Regions from separate parts of the Macaca mulatta genome. Here region 1 is linked to region 2. A link is a contact called in public Hi-C data. All regions are on one chromosome and are shown on one strand. Each heading gives the region's core, a stretch centred on a gene start, on an enhancer-like site or on the middle of the called end of the contact. The rest is flanking DNA. Distances are from core to core; before and after follow the strand shown. Region 1 holds the start of KIFBP (kinesin family binding protein). Region 2 holds the start of SRGN (serglycin).

Region 1 (2,886 bases), core at 277-2,776, 94 kb before region 2:
GAAGCTTAAAAAAGTTTAACTTGTCAATTAAGAAAGCAGGTCAATCTGAGGTTCAAATCATATGTATATGAACTTCCAAAATCAATGCTCCTTTGTACGTCTCAAAGCACTTTACACAACTGGTGCGTAATAGTTAAAATCTTATCTCACCCCTCCCCATTTGACTTGATAACTTAGGAAGGTAAAAGGCATGAGGTGGCTTTCACAGCTGTGGGACTTAGCTCTTGTTACCTTGGGCAGTTGTACAGATTCCTACAACCTGTATTTCAGGGTTGAAGTGAAAGTATTTGACTATCACTGAGTGTTTTGTGTATTTATGGCTCTCGATCAAGATATTATATGTTGATAATAATCAGCTCTCGGCTACATTTCAATCTTTTTTTTTCTTTTAGTTTACTTTAAATTCTGGGATATATGTGCAGAACGTGCAGGTTTGTTACATAGGTATACATGTGCCATGGTGGTTTGCTGCACCTATCAACCTGTCATCTAGGTTTTACGCCCGCATGCATTAGGTATTTGTTGTATTTTTTTTTTTTTTTTTTTGAGACGGAGTCTCGCTCTGTTGCCCAGGCTGGAGTGCAGTGGCCGGATCTCAGCTCACTGCAAGCTCCGCCTCCCGGGTTCCCGCCATTCTCCTGCCTCAGCCTCCCAAGTAGCTGGGACTACAGGCGCCCGCCACCTCGCCCGGCTAGTTTTTTGTATTTTTTAGTAGAGACGGGGTTTCACCGTGTTAGCCAGGATGGTCTCGATCTCCTAACCTCGTGATCCGCCCGTCTCGGCCTCCCAAAGTGCTGGGATTACAGGCTTGAGCCACCGCGCCCGGCCAGGTATTTGTTCTAATACTCGTGTTTTCTTTTTTTCTGAGGCAGTCTCGCTCACTGTAACTTCCACCTCTTGGACTCAAGCGATCCTTCCACCTCACGCTCCGTGGTAGCTGGAACTACAGCCGCGCGCCACCACACCCGGCTAATTTTTTTAAAAAATTATTGTAGAGATGGGTCTTGCTATGTTGCCCACTCCAGTAGGCATCCCAAAATGTTACTGGCATTGCAAAATGTTGGGATTACAGATGTGAGCCGCCACGCCTGTCCTTTTTTAAAAAAGAAAGTTTTATCCAGTGACAGGCTGGGGTATATACACTTAATGTCTAAAGGTTTTTGCCTTTCAGTTCATATCAACGCGAGTAGAGTTAGCTAGCTATGTTTGTAAAAAATATTTCGGCATGCTTCGTTAAAGTAAGCTCATATTAAACATTTATATAAATCCATCCTCACAGGGTCAATCTAGAGATAAACTCTCCGCTGCAGGGGGCGGGGAAGGAGGCGGGAACACCCTCATTGACAACTTTATTTCCATGAGAATGGTTGTTGTGGTGATTGCTACGTCTTCCCATTGGCCACTGCCGAGCGTATTGCGGTTCTCCGGACGGGTTTTATTGGTTCTCGTTCCATAGCGGCCGCAACGTGCCGAGAGCCGTAAGTAAAGTGTCGCAAAGCAGAAGGAAGGCGGGAGTCCCGACTGCAAACATTGAGGAAAGCCAGGCAGTAGAGGCCGCTATGGCGAACGTTCCGTGGGCAGAGGTCTGCGAGAAATTCCAGGCGGCGCTGACCCTGTCGCGGGTGGAACTGCAAAAAAATCCGGAGAAGGAACCGTACAAGTCCAAATACAGCGCCCGGGCCCTGCTGGAAGAGGTCAAGGCGCTGCTCGGCCCCGCGCCTGAGGACGAGGATGAGCGGCCTGAGGCCGAGGACGGCCCGGGTGCTGGTGACCACGCCCTGGGGCTGCCGGCTGAGGTGGTGGAGCCCGAGGGGCCCGTGGCCCAGCGGGCGGTGAGGCTGGCGGTCATTGAGTTCCACCTCGGGGTGAACCACATCGACACGGAGGAGCTGTCGGCGGGGGAGGAGCACCTGGTGAAATGCCTGCGGCTGCTGCGCCGGTACCGACTCTCGCACGACTGCATCTCCCTCTACATCCAGGCGCAGGTGAGAGCGAGCCCGGCAGGCCGGCCCCTGTCGACGAATGGCGAGGGATGGGGAGGAGCCCCTGCCAAGGCCAAGGGCAGAAGTTCTAAGGCGCAATTCGTCCCCACGTTTTTGAAGCTCTGGACTGAGTCCCAGAGAGCGTCTGTGGTCTTCAAAAAAGCCAGTCTTAAGGACGTATTGCCTTGTAACTAGATCTCCCACAGTCGTCCCCAGACTCCCTGTCCACCCTCGTCGCCCACTCCAGCATCGCTTGCTGCTGCTTCACTTAGTCGTGGCGATGCATTGGTGTCCGAGACCCTCCTACATCGTCATGCGCTTTCCTCTCCACCAGTCCAACTCCTGTTCATTCTGTTAAGAAAATCCAAAGTAATTTAAATCTTAACGTCTCAAGGAAATGATAATGACCGGAGTACATTCTTTTTTGGTTTTGTTTTTGTCTTTTTCTTGGAGATAGGGTTCTTACTGTGTCGCCCAGGTTGGAGTTAAGTGGCACCATCATAGCGCACTGCAGCTTCCACCTCTTGGGCTCAAGCAGTCCTCCTGCCTCAGCCTTCATAGTAGCTGGGACCACAGGCACATGCCACCATTCTTGGTAATTTTTAAAATTTTCTGTAGAGATGGGGGTCTCACTATATTGCCCAGGCTGGTCTTGAACTCCTGGACTCAAGTGATCCTTCTGGCTCGGCTTCCCAAAGTGCTGGGATTACAGGCCTGAGCCGCTGTGCCTGGCTCGTAATACATTCTTAATTCAAAATAATGTGTCCAAAATCTTCAGTTTCCTTTCTTACCAAATTCATTTGTTTGCATCTTAGGGAATTCTTTCCCATTCTTGAAAACCTATCTCAAGAATCACTTCCTTTAGTATTAATAACTTTCTTGGGACCATTTTGAGCCAAACTGA
Region 2 (2,803 bases), core at 267-2,766:
GGAAATGGTAAAGGAATCAGCAGGAAGCCTAAAACAAGGGAAGGGAAACTCCTCCCTCCTATCAAAGGCCAGGCAAGGGCGAGGATGAGAATAGAGAGTGGGGCATGTGCATTAAGCCGTCTGGGGTAGTGGTAGGGATAGACATGTTGAAATGGAGAGTGTTCGAATCTTGAAAGGAAGTAAGGAAAATGTATACGCCACAAGGGCAAGGATGTATGATAGGCTTGTATTTATTGTATAACTTTATTTTATTATATTATTTTTATTTTTTTGAAATGGAATCTCTTTCTGTCACCCAGGCTGGAGTGCAATGGCACGATCTCAACTCACTGCAACCTCTGCCTCCCAGGTTCAAGTAATTCTCCTACCCCTGCCTCCCGAGTAGCTGGGACTACAGGCGCCCGCCACCACGCCTGGCTAATTTTTTGTATTTTTAGTAGAGACAGGGTTTCACCGTGTTAGCCAGGATGGTCTTGATCTCCTGACCTCGTGATCCACCTGCCTCGGCCTCCCAAAGTGCTGGGATTACAGGCGTGGACCACAGCACCTGACCTTTATTGTATAACTTTAATATAGAGCCTTAGTCCTCCAGAAATCTGCATGATGCCCAGGGAAAATGCTGTTCCTTTATCTACATGAGGCAGAGGTTTGTGTTGTTTGCTGAGGTCCAGCAGCTCGCTGTGAGTACAATCTCTCCCTCGTTCCTGATTTCTGGCTTATTCAAGCCCAGAGGACCCAAAACTCAAGTTGAAAGTTTTGACTAGGAGAACAGATAAAAGTAGAAATGGAATCCAATCATAAGAAATGCTCAGTGTGAAGGAGAGAGGAATGCAAAAGAATTTTTCTGTTTTACCATGGTCTTTGTAACTGAAAATCGTACGTTCTTGAGATAGAGAGCCGATGATCCAATGCAAGAAACTGAGTTTAAGAAGAAACTTCATCTGAAATCCGACAACTCATTCTTGAAGGTTAGAGCTCAGCTTTGAAGTTTCACTTCATGAGCTTGGCTCAGTGAGATATGCTACTCCCCGGTGAAAAATAAAATGAAGATAATGTTTTATGTTGAAAGTGCTCGGTGATGAAAAGGCAGCACCTAGCTCCCTTATCTCATCAAAAATGCAGCAGATTCTCAATATTAGCAATCTCGTGTTTAGATTGTTACCTGAGGTGAAACCCTGTCTCTACTAAAAATACCTAAGGAAAGGAAAAACAAACTGTCCCAAATGCTGATTCTACTGTTTCAGTAGGGAAAAAAAATTTCTGGCAGGCAAGTGGCAAACAACAAAACTTTTGAAAAAGCAGGCCTGGGGGGAGTCCAGTACAGTTTCATAATGGGTATGAATAGTTATTTTACTGTGTTTCCCCCCCCCGCCCAACTTTCTTTCTGGGTTTTGATGTGGATCTCTTTCTATTTGTTCAGGAAATTGTGACGTGTGTTCTGGGCAGGGTTTGAGGTTTTGGAACCTTTTCTAAAAGGGACAGAGAGCACCCTGCTACATTTCCTAATCAAGAAGTTGGCGTGCAGCCGGGAGAGCTGGAGTGAGTTGGTCATGATGCAGAAGCTACTCAAATGCAGTCGGCTCGTCCTGGCTCTTGCCCTCATCCTGGTTCTGGAATCCTCAGTTCAAGGTAAGACTCAGGAGTCTTGTTCCCCAGCCATCTTCTCTGTAAGCCCCATAGTCCATACAAGTCATTAGATTCATTTTAAGGCATAGAATGTATAATAAATATTATGGGAAAGGAGGCAAAGAAGAAGGATTTGGGGTCGCCGAACCCTTTAATATAAGTTCAGTTAAGTTTGGTACCAAGAAAAATTAAACTCGGCGGCCTGTGCATTCTTGTAAACTCTTACAATGATTGAAATGTGCTATTTTGGGATGAAAATGTGAGGTTTATACATTTTAAAAAGCTCAAGGAATCCAGAAAATGACTCCTGTGTGTGTTGCATGGAGGAGATGGCACCTTTGAGTGTTTGGGGGTTTCTGCCTACCCCTCAGTGTCTACATCAGCCCCAAGTTCTAGTGCGCTGTGACGGTGTCATCGTTATTTTAATACTGGGAGATGTTATATTCCAATTGGGGTGAATCTGACTGTGTGTATTTTTTCTTCTTCTTTTTTTTTTTTTAAGATAAATTTGGTTCTTACTGAAAACTCAATTATGGTTAGACATAGTTAATGTAAACCCTCTCAGATTTTAGAGAGAAGGCCAAATAATTTGGTATTTATACTGTTGCTCAGAGAAACATCATATTCAGAAATATCTTCCTACGTTTATCTATCATTTAGTGTTGTTTAGTCAGACTCTGAAACAACTTAAAACCTCTAATGACTGAGACAATGAAAATGATAGGCTTGTAAGAAAAATACCATTTGTTCTTCTTTGGTAAATAAGGAATCATGTCTAAATAAGACAGAGATCATGGCTCGATAGAGAGATGGCTGAGCTTATAGTCGAAAAACATTAGGTTAGGCCAAATGGTAAGGGAAATGTTGAGTCACAATGACACACATTTTCTAGATTTGTTTCGTCAAAGCGACTTTTGGTTGTCATGATCTTGCTTCCGGTGGAGATGAAATCTTACAGATGATCGCAGAGACATTCATTTTATGTTAGAAATTTATAAAATAATTTTCTTCTAGTTATGCTAATACTGAAAAAAGAGGAAGTAATGTTTCTGGAACTTTATTAATCTATGTATTTTAAAAATATAAAACGTTGTCAGTTTTAGGGAACAGGCTTCCCTGGGATATTTTGGGGAATATCTTCAGCTTGATGAAGTAATTCCCAAATAACCATGTGGTC

What was found. A called contact is a pair of places that touch in the nucleus more often than the background predicts.
Region 1: a contact with region 2 is called in a Hi-C map of blood, with 2.6 times the contacts expected there. The contact joins the promoter of KIFBP here to the promoter of SRGN in region 2. A contact is called at or near these places in 3 of 14 Hi-C or Micro-C datasets (blood and fibroblasts).

What each region holds. Positions count from the first base shown.
Region 1 is chr9:80,649,857-80,652,742 of T2T-MMU8v2.0, reverse strand. It overlaps KIFBP (kinesin family binding protein), which reads left to right and starts at 1,526. Exons shown (of 8, transcript XM_077946678.1): 1 at 1,526-1,985. The coding sequence starts at 1,560.
Region 2 is chr9:80,555,533-80,558,335 of T2T-MMU8v2.0, reverse strand. SRGN (serglycin) reads left to right here and starts at 1,516. Exons shown (of 3, transcript NM_001261094.2): 1 at 1,516-1,629. The coding sequence starts at 1,551.